Linked DNA regions of Sus scrofa: region 2 is linked to region 1. The links are chromatin contacts, called in public Hi-C maps. All regions are on one chromosome and are shown on one strand. The core of a region is the stretch at or near the end of the contact, and the rest is flanking DNA. Distances in the headings are between cores, read along the strand shown. Region 1 has its middle 70 kb from the start of VWA5B1. Region 2 holds the start of CAMK2N1 (calcium/calmodulin-dependent protein kinase II inhibitor 1).

What was found. Hi-C and Micro-C count contacts between places; a contact is called where the count stands out from the background.
Region 2: a contact with region 1 is called in a Hi-C map of omental adipose tissue, with 2.0 times the contacts expected there. The contact joins the promoter of CAMK2N1 here to the enhancer-like site in region 1. A contact is called at or near these places in 3 of 5 promoter capture datasets (fetal liver, fetal skeletal muscle and liver), 29 of 47 Hi-C or Micro-C datasets (adipose tissue, alveolar macrophages, blood and 16 more) and 1 of 2 datasets of contacts at active chromatin or transcription factors (skeletal muscle).

The regions. Positions count from the first base shown.
Region 1 is chr6:78,620,000-78,624,991 of Sscrofa11.1, reverse strand. No RefSeq gene overlaps it. Among named protein-coding and RNA genes, the nearest start is that of VWA5B1, 70 kb to the right of the region's middle. Within about 2 kb of position 3,526, at least 6 of the 83 cell types and tissues checked have an H3K27ac peak or open chromatin away from gene starts, as enhancers often do. A contact at or near this core is called in omental adipose tissue, where this site is marked.
Region 2 is chr6:78,731,820-78,737,214 of Sscrofa11.1, reverse strand. CAMK2N1 (calcium/calmodulin-dependent protein kinase II inhibitor 1) reads left to right here and starts at 2,983. Exons shown (of 2, transcript XM_003127675.5): 1 at 2,983-4,090. The coding sequence starts at 3,925.

The DNA.
Region 1 (4,992 bases), core at 2,277-4,776:
GCATGGTAATTACTTTTGGACTTATTAAGCATAATTATCCCCTAATCGCATACAACCAGTAATTACTGTGGCTGTTACCAGGGGCCTACCCAGGCAGTACCAGTACCGCCTGCAGCCCTGGGGTCCAACACCCAGCTGGGGCCTGAGGTGGAACTGGTGCTTCCTGCCACAGGCTTGGGGGGCTTGGCTGAGACGAGGCTGCTGCATTTCCCACTGGTGCTCCTCCAGCGTGGGCTGGTGGGCTGGTGGGCGCTGGCCCAGACATGCCAGCCCCAGGGCCTTCCTTCTAAGCACCCTCCACCCTGTTCTGTTTGCCCAGGCTGCCCTGCCTCCACCCATCCTTCCTCTCCTCCTGGGACTCTCTTTCTCTCCTCTTTTCTCCCCCTTCCTTTGCTCCAACCAACTACCCTCCCTTCTTTCCTTCCTTCAAATAGTTTTGAGTCTTTTTTACTTTCCTGGCACTATTCAAGGGACTGGAGATACAGCGGTGCGGGAAAGGGACAAAAATCCATGCTTTCATGGAGTTCACTTCCTATTGGGAAGAGCAGGAACAGGAGAGGTGAGTTAGATAGTACATCCTAAGGAGTTGAGCGTTAGGGAGGAATAAAGCAAAATGATGGACAGGAGGAGGTTTTTCTTTGGGAGGGGAGAAAAATTCACAATTTTAATTGAACAAAGTCTTGAAGGAGGTGAGGGCTAAACTATGATGCTATGTGGGGAAAGACTGTTTCAGGAGGAGGGAACAGCTAGGGCGAAGGCCCTAAGGTGGGAGCAGGCTTGGCGTGTTTGCCGCACAGCAGGGAGGCCAGGTTGGCCAGACCAGAGCAAGGGGAGAGAAGTGGGGGAGGCTGGCTTGGCCAGAAAAAGGAGATGGAGGGTAAATTTCTCAGGGCCTGGTGAGCAATTTTAAAGAGGTCAAATCGCAGTTCCCATCGTGCCTCAGTGGTAGGGAACTTGACTGGTATCCATGAGGATTCAGGTTCGATCCCTGGCCTTGTTCAGTGGATTAAGGATCTGGCGTTGCGTGAGTCGCAGACGCCGCTTGGATCCCGTTGCTGCAGCTATAGTGTAGGCTGGCAGCGGCAGCTCTGATTTGACCTCTAGCCTGGGCCCATCCATATCCTGCAAGTGTGACCCTATAAAAGCAAAAACATTTTAAATAATTAAAAAAAAATAGGATGTCAACTTTTCCTCAGAATGAACCATCTGAGCAGAGGAGTGGCCTAATCCGACTTGTATTTCTCTAATTCTACAGAGAGCCTCTAGGGGTAGGGAGTGGGGTGGGGGGGAATCCAATGAAGAGAAGCTCTGACTTCTTGGGAGAGAAACAGTGGGAGTTTGGGCTAACATGGAGGCCTGGCACTGGGAGGCATGGAAAGATTTCAGAAACATTTTCTTTCTTTTTTTTTTTTTTTCGGTCCTTTTACCTTTTCTTTTTCTTTTCTTTTTTTTTTTTTTTGTCTTTTTTGTCTTTTTGTCTTTTGTTGTTGTTGTTGTTATTTCCTGGGCCGCTCCGGCGGCATATGGAGGTTCCCAGGCTAGGGGTTGAATCGGAGCTGTAGCCACCGGCCTACGCCAGAGCCACTGCAACGCAGGATCCGAGCCGCTTCTGCAACCTACACCACAGCTCACGGCAACGCCGGATCGTTAACCCACTGAGCAAGGCCAGGGACCGAACCCGCAACCTCATGGTTCCTAGTCGGATTCGTTAACCACTGCGCCACGACGGGAACTCCCCTTTTACCTTTTCTAGGACCTCTCCTGTGGTATATGAAGGTTCCCAGACTAGGGGTCCAATCTGAGCTGTAGCCGCCAGCCTACACCAGAGCCACAGCAACGCGGCATCAGAGCCGCATCTGTGACCTACACTACAGCTCACGGCAACGCTGGATCCTTAACCCACTGAGCAAGGCCAGGGATCGAACCCTCACCCACATGGTTCCTAGTCAGATTCCTTAACCACTGAGCCACGATGGGAACTCCAGAAACATTTTCAAGGTGGAGAGGATGGAATTCCCTCAAGGGCTAGATATGAGGTATGAGGGAGAGGCAAGAATGACTCCGAGACTTTTGGTCTCAGCAGCTGAAAGGGGGGAGCTGCCCCTTGCCAAGTGGGGAAGACTGGGGGTGGGGGGAGCAGAATTCAGAAGGGAGGTCTGATGTTGGGTCCTGGGCATATGCCGAGGTCTGGACAGCCAAGAGCGGGTTAGTCAGTGACTCAGAGGAGACAGGTCTGGCTGGGGCCTCCACACACGGATGGTAATTAAAGCATCCAGATCTGATGCGCTCAGCTAGTGAGCGAGGACAGGTAAGAAGAGGCCCTGGATCTGAGAGCGAGGGCTGCCCAGGGCTAAGGGACCGAAGCAGCGGGGAAGCGGTGACCAGAGAGGAGGAGGAAAGGCCCAGGGAAGAAAGCCTTCGAGCAGGAGGCAGGACCTCTTCCTTCCACCCCTTTGGGCACGAGATTCTGCCTCTGGCACTCCTCTCCTGTCTCTGCTCCCTTTTCTTCCCCTTATCTTTTTTCCTCTGTGCCTCCGCTTTTGGCATCTTTCTCAGTGTCATTCTCTCCCCTGGGCCCCTTCGCCGGCCTCTCCCTTCCCTCCTCCCTGCTCAGCCCCTGGCCACCGGTGGAGGCCCCTGGGGCACCGGGATGCCCACGCCCCCAACCCCGGCAGCCGCCGGCACGTGCCAATCTCTCCGCGTCTCCGAACCAAATCACGGGCCCCGTGCTGCGCCTCCTGCCCGCATAATGCGCTCTAATATTTATTTACATGCCTTTCAGACTATTATTTATTAAGGTATCGCTGCCAACTGTGCGCGGGCTAATTGCTCTTAATGTGCCCCCTCCTGGTTCCCAAGGCGACGTCTTTGTGGCAGCGGAGTCAGCGCTGCTGGAGCAGGGACCGAGGACCCGCGCGCGGAGGGTGCCGGGAGTGCAGGTGCCCGCGCAGGGTAGGGGCGCGGGGGCCGCGGGGACCGCGGGAGGCGCCTGGTGGAGGCGCCGGGGTGTTCAGGGAGCGCGCAGTTGAAGAGTTGGGGGCGCGAAGAGCGCGGGATGGGGCCCCAGAGGCACCGGGCCAGAGCGTGCCCGGAGATTTGGAGTCTTGGAGTCGGGGTGGGGGAATCCCTGAGCGAGGAGGGCAGTGGGGGGACCCCTCTCGGGGTCTTGGAGCAGGTAGAGGGACTTTGCGCGCGAGGCCGGATGGGAGTGAGGTTTGGAGCTGCCGCGCTTGGACCTTGCGCGGATCGCCCGGCTGTGGGCGGACAGATAGACGACCGTCGAGTCTCCGGGGGGGGGCCTTGCCCACTCCCCGCGTGGGCGGCAGCCTCGCCTCGCCTGCTTCTCCCGACGTCAGCAGCAGCCGCCGGAGCCGGAGGCAGCGGTTTAATTGGCAAGATTTGGGGTTAAGGACAGATGTGATTTGGAGGCTGGGCGCGCGGGGGCGCGGGCGGGGGAGGTGCTGGTCGGAGCGGGGAGGCGAGCGCGCAAAACCCTGAGAGAGACCCGGGCTGGGCGCCCCTGGAGAGAGGAGACAGGACAGGCCTGGGCGACGCCGATTGGGAGAGAGAAGCAGTTGAAAAGGGACAGAAATACAGCTGGGCAGAAACCGGCGAGATGGAGGCTGGAGAGACAGCCGGGCGAGGGGCGCTGCCAGGCTGGCTTCTGTCCTCTGCCAGGTGGAGGCGCTTCCCCTTTTTTGTCTGGAAACCTCCCCCCCCACCTCCCTGCGTCAGCACAGCCCCATCCCAAGCAGCAGGCTTCATGGGGGCGGGGGGGGGTAACTTGGGGACATTTATTTGATTTTATTACTGGTACTGGGGGTACATTGTGTGTCGATTCCTCGGCCTTGTTGGTGTCACCCTGAAAGTTGTCTCCCAGATGGAATTGAAGTTTAATAAAACCCAGAGTTCTGTGCCGCCCGTCCCCGCCCCCACCCCCACCCCCACCCCTAAATAAAGATCGTTTTAAAGCGGCTTTGCAGGGACCCTCTTGTGAGCTGCGTTGGGCCAGTTGCTTTTCTCCTGCGAACGCTGCTGAGATAAGTATGGTGATTTTCCAGATGGGAGAATGGCTCTGAGAGGTGAAGTGACTCTCAGAGCTAGAGACAGGCAGAGGCTGGATGGAGAGGCCAGCCCAGAAGCTCACGTTTTTTCCACTATCCAGGGCCAAAACCTGTGATGGATGGTGGCTGTAATTTCATCAGGCCTTTAGCCCTGGGGGATGTTGCTGTGGTGGCCGCAGAGCCTTCTGGAACTGGATCCAGTCGATCTGCCTGGTTGGTGGTTGCTGGAGACTCTGGGCTTGCTGTGTGCTCTGTACGTTCCCCAGGTGGCCAGAGCTTTTTCCATCCCTGCTCCCGATGTTGCCCTGCTGGACGCTGCCACCTGAAAGCTGGGAGCCTTGTGGCCCAAGGGCCGTGTCCTCAGGGGACCTGACTCAACCCCAGGGGGGCTGCAGGTGGGATGGGGGCGACCCCCAACATCCTTTCATCCTGGAACATTCTGGAGTCTGGAATCAGGATGTTAAACACGCCAGCCTCAGAGGTGGCGGGAACCTTGGGAGGTATTCAGTCCATCACACGGATTTAACAGAGGGGGAAAATGAGGCCCAGAGAGAGGAAGGGACCTGCCCAGGGGACACAATCTGTCTTTGTGAAATGACCTCTGCCTTGACTGAGTGATTGCTCGGAGGTATGGATGGGCCCTCCCCCATCTTATTTCATCATCGGGAGTCTGGGCTTTACTACAATAGGGGGAGGGCGGCAAGATTTGTTTTCTGTGCCCCCTGCCTTTCTTCCAGCCCTTGTCCCCCCCCACCCAGTGCTCTCTGCAGCCCTAGGTCTCCTCTTCCCCAGCCTAGCTGTCTAGCTTGTGGGTATCACCTCTCCAAAGCCACCTGTCTCTAGTCCTCACCTACACACACATATTAGCCCAGGAGCCTTTTGCCTTAGAGTAGCTGTAATGTGGGATCTTTAGACCCAGCAAGGGCAG
Region 2 (5,395 bases), core at 1,734-4,233, 110 kb before region 1:
ATGTGTCTGCCTCCAGGTCTAGGGCTCCAAGTTGAAGAGATGGGCTCCAGGATGTGAAGGCTGGACACACAGAGAACTGAGTCAGTCCTCTGCAATGGAGACAGCCGGGAGGGCGAGAGGTGGAGAAACGCTGCTGTACCGATTCACACTTTTCCTTGCAGAACTTCTGTGTGACCTTGGAGGCACCCCTCCACCTTCAGGAACCTTGTCTGTAAAATGGGTCTGATGGTGCCCATCCTTGCCACTTCTGAAGGCTACTGGCAGCCTCTATGAGAGAACGGTCCTAGAAATGCTCTTCTAACTGTCAAGTGCCATGTGCCCGAGACAGGGGTGTGATTCTGTAAGGGGGTGGGTATTGGGTTGGGAAGGTGTGACGCTGCCACCTTTAACCTTATTTGGAACAAGGCAAAGTCAACGTAAAAACAGATGGGGTATAAAACCTGGCCTCTCTCTTTGCTCTCATTTGCTGCGTGTGCAGGGATTTGTCAGCCCTCTCTGTGCCTTTTTGCACACCTTTTGTACAGTGGGATAGTGATAATACTCAGCAGTAAGCACGGAGCCAGGGGAGAATAAGATGAGTGGGGGTAGTTCCCATTGTGGCTCAGCGGGTTGAGAACCTGACTAGTATCCATGGGGATGTGGGTTCGATCCCCGGCCTTGCTCAATGGGTTAAGGATCTGGTGTTGCTGCAAGCTGTGGCGTAGGTCAAAGATTCAGCTCAAACCTGGTATTGCTGTGGCTGTGTCGTAGGCTGTCAGCTGTAGCTCTGATTTGACCCCTAGCCTGGGAACTCCCATATGCTGAAGGAGTGGGCCTAAAAAGAAAAAAAGATGAATGGGGTGGCCCCCACCGTGCATGCTGTCACCACTGCAGGGTGTCTCCTATAGGGACCTGGAATCAAGGCTGGGGAAAGTGGCTACTTTTGGCTCCATCACTAGCCTGTGACCTGGGCAAGTCATTTATGTTCTTTCTGCTAACAGTTAAACAAGGACCCACCATCTCCTTTTCTACCTCAAAAGGTATTTATTTTGAGAAGCAAGGTCAATAATGGACCAGAAATGCTTTGGGTGGGGGGTGCAGGGAATAGAAAGCCTGATACAAATGTAAGAGCTTCTTGTAAAGTTAGCATCCTGCTTGTTATGCTTTTATTTTCTCTTCCAGCACTTGGCTTGGTGCTAACATCTAAGCAGACACTCAGGAAAGCCTTAATTGAATGGAGATGGGAGGCTTGTGGAGCAAAGGAGGCCAGAGACCTGCTGCTTCTGCCACAGACAAGCTGTGGGATTTGGAACAAGCCCCTGACCCGCTCTGGGCTTCAGTTTCTCCATTTATAAATGAGGAGTTTGGACTGGATCATCTCTAAAGATCCTCCCAGCTCTGATGGCTCTGAAATGGGAATGAATGAAGTGTCGCTGTTCTTTCTCTCTCGTTAAGTCATTTCTCAAATATTTAGTGCACGTCCATGCTCAGCTGGGCCCTGGGAGCCTGATGTCATTTTGTTTTCATAACAGTCTTGGGAGGCATACAGACAGCTAGCTAGCCACGTACCCCATTTTGCAGCTGAGATAATGGCAGTTCAGAGAGGGGATGCGACTTGCCCAAAGGCACACAGCTAGCAAATGACAAGGCTGGGAGTCCAACCCAGGCCTGAATCCAAAGGTCATGCCTATGCCATCTACATCCTGCTTTCTCAGCCCCCTGCATCCTCTCTGGAGGCCTGGGACCCCCTTTACCCAGTGTGGGGAGGGAGCTGGGCTGGCTTCTCTCAGGCAGCTCCTCTATCAGATGTTTTGTCACTAAAAGCACAAACCCCTTACCCTCCAGCTCACCACCAACCCAGAGTTCTAGATTTAAGGGGAGAGTGAACCTGAAGATGCTCTTTTGCTATTGGTGGGACCCCTTGCTGGGCAGCTGGTTGGGCCAGGGGAGACCAGGGGATCAAGACGTGTTTCCTTTCCCTGCCTTCAGCAAGCATGACCTTAGGATGGCTGCTCCTGCTCCCCCCCCCGCCCCGCCCTTTTTGCAGGGTGGGGGTGGTCAGGCTGTCTCTGCTTAGGCGGTGTGAGAGCAGTCTCCGGGGGGAGAGCAGGTGCTGTTGGCTCTCGGCAAGGATAACGAGCCCTCCTCACGTACCTTGCCCCCTCGGAGTTACCATCTGCTCCGCAGATGCGCCTCCCGGGCCTCTGGGGTTGTCCCAGTCTCCCTCCTGGGATCTAGGAGCCCGCTCCTCGGCTCCGAAGCCGCAGTCTCTCCCCAGGGCTCATGACTGTTGCTGGAAGGGAGGTCCCCGAAGGCAGAGGGCAGCAGGCCCAGGACGTCCCCGGCAGAGGCAGCGGACGGACGCCAAGAGCAGGGCATCCCGGGCGGGCGAGCCCGGCGTAATAAGGCGCTCCCTTCTCCTCCGGGAGGCGGGGCTGCCCTCCCCTCCCCTCGATTCGCCTCCACCCCGAGGCCCCGCGGGAGCCCGAGTTGGGAGCTCTGGCTAGCAGCCGGGCCTTCCAAGGCAAACCGAAGGAGGGAGGGAGAGTGTAAGGCCCAAGGGGCCGAGCCCTGAGAGTCTAAAGTGGGGCCCAAGTGTGATGGGGGCAAGGGGCTCCCCCATTGGCGCTGGTTGGAGAGAACGCGTCGGGTGGTCGCTGGGTGCCCTCTGACCTCTGCCCTAGCGTCTGGCCTCCGGGGAGACCAGCATCCCTCTGTCCTTCCCCGAGTGTGCGCCGCGGATCCCCCTCCCCTTCCCAGAACCCCACTGCCCCCAGCTCCCCGAGGGTGGCAGGTCCAGTGTCAGGTCCCGCACGAAGCCGCCGCACACCGGCTCGGGACCCGGTAAACACCCTGCGGGAGGGGGCGCCAGGGCAAGAGGCGCCCAGAGGCCGCCGGGCCGGGGCGGGGCTCACGCGGGGCCCCTCCGCGCGGGCGGGACGCGGGGCCGGGGGCGGGGGCAGGAAGCGAGCCGCGGCCCGGGCCGGCCGGCGCGGCCCCGTGACGTCGCTCGGCTTCCAGGGATCTCTCCCCGCGGCCCGGGTCCCCTCCTCCCCGCCCTCCTCCTGCCCTCCCCCGGGCCTCGCCTCCGCGCCGCGGCCGGCATTTCTCGCTCGCAGCTCGCTCACCGGCTGGTTCTTGGTCCCAGCCTCCTTCTCCTCCCTCTTACTCTCCTCCTTCCTTCTCCGACCCTCTTCCTCACCCTCCTGTTTCTTTCCTTCCTCCTCTCTCCCCTTTAGTTCTCCGATCCCGATCTAGCCCTTCCCTCCGCCCTTTCTTCTCCTCCCTCTCTCCTCCCCCCCCCCCGCATCTCTCTCTTTCAGTCGATTCCCCTGCCTCCCATTCTCTCTCTGCTTCTCTCCCCGTCTCCCTCTCGGTTTCCCTCTACCCCCTCCCTCCCTCCGGGTATCCTCCCCCCTCACCCGTGCCCTCCCTCCTCCCTCGCTCCCCTCCCCCTCCACCCCTCGCAGCCCCGCCGCTCGCAGCTCCCCAGTCAGCCTCCCGAGCCAGAGCCGCCGCCGCCCGCACTCGCCGCAGGACCGGCCCGCTCGGCTCCCCGGGGTGCGCCCTCTCGGCCCCGCGCCCTCGGGGCTCGCTGGGATAGCCTCCTCCTCCGGCTCACGGCCCCGCCCGGCCGGGTCCCAGCCCTGCGCCCGAGCGTGCCGAGGATGTGAGTCCTGCTCGCCTCTGCCGGAGCAGCAGCCACTCGCCGCGCGCCGAGCCGGAGCGCAGCGCAGCGCAGCTGCGGGCGCTCGCGGGGTCGCTCAGGCCGGCTGCGCGCTCCTGCCCCAGCGGTGTCCCCCGGCCTCTCGCCGGCGCCACCGCCGCCGCAGCCCGCGGGCCGTCCCCGGCCGGCCGTCCCCGGCCCCAGCGCCGCTGACCCTGTCCGCCGCGGGCGGGGACGCGGGCGGAGGAGGTGCCGCCGCGGAGCCCCCGGACGCGACCATGTCGGAGGTGCTGCCCTACGGCGACGAGAAGCTGAGTCCCTACGGCGACGGCGGCGACGTGGGCCAGATCTTCTCCTGCCGCCTGCAGGACACCAATAACTTCTTCGGCGCGGGGCAGAACAAGCGGCCGCCCAAGCTGGGCCAGATCGGCCGGAGCAAGAGGGGTGAGTACGCGGTCCCCTCCCAACACTCATTTCTTCCGCACCGAGGCCTGGCAGAGGTTTGCGGGAGTCTCCCGCACTCCGGAATGGGTTCCGACCCACCAAAGTCCCATCGCGCAGAACTGGGGGGGATCCCGCACTGCGGGTCCAGCTCTGGCTGGCCTCGGGAACCCCTCCCCCTCAGCCGATCTTCTGTAGGGTCACCCAGGGGGCGTGGCGGCATCTCGCCGCAGCGGGAGCTGAAAGGTTATACCTGGGCCCCTACCCGTGCCAAAGTTTGCCTTTGGATTTCCAACCGCCCCCCACCCCCCACCCCGGGCCCCTTTTGCGCAGTGTAGTCGCAGCTGCACTCGATCTACAATCCGGAGGGGGTTGGTTCTAGGGCTCCCAGGGGACGGCGTGGGGAACTGTGGTGGCCGCGGGGGTGGGGGTGGAGGACCGGTTCCTGCGGGGAAGGCAAGGGGCTTTCGGGTCGCAAGGGCTTTTCATTGTTATTTGGCAGGGGGAGGGGGTTTGCCGAGCCCGGGCGCTCGGCGCTAGAGCTGGAAAAGCCCGGGAGAGACTGGGACGCCGAGAGGCTCCTAGAGGAGCTCCAGAGGCGCGGGGACAATGAGGGAGACCGACAGCCGCCGGGAGAGACTGAGACGCAGAGATAGGGAGGGAGGCGGCGGGGAGAGGGAGGGAGGAAACCGAGATGGGCAGAGACCGAGACAAAGCTCGGGAGAAGGAGCCAGAGCCGGAGAGACAGCGAGCGGAGGACGCAAGTCTGGGGAGGACAGAGAAGCAGCTGAAACAGTGAGGGCGACAGACACCCGGGACACAGAGAGAGGCCCAGAGACCTCGACAGGTGACCGTCGCTCCGGCTGATGGAGGGAGACTGATGGAGGGACCGAGGAAGGCAAAGCTAGGTAGAGATGGTGAAAAAGGCCGAGGACACTGCGAGAGGCAGAAGCGGAGAGGCGGGCGAGCCCCGGGTGGGCTGCGAAGGGAGGCTCCCACCTCCGCGGCGGCGGCGGCGAGTCTGGAGAGGCCGAGACCGCCCGGGGGCTGCGGGAAGGAGTCGCGCAAGGGGCCGGCGGGGGCGGGGGGGGCTCAGGCGAGGCCAGAAGCCCCAGTGGGCTGCGCCCGGTGCGACCGGCCCCCTGGCGTCCCCGCTCCGCGCACCTCTGCACCCAGACTTGGGTGACCCGCGCCGCGCTCAGGGCACTCCCGAGGGTCCCAGACCTGGAGACCTTGGCTTCCCTTCCCCTTCCTCGCCTACCCTGGGGCCTTCTTTCTAAATACCTGCGCCCTCGGGGTGGGTGGGGG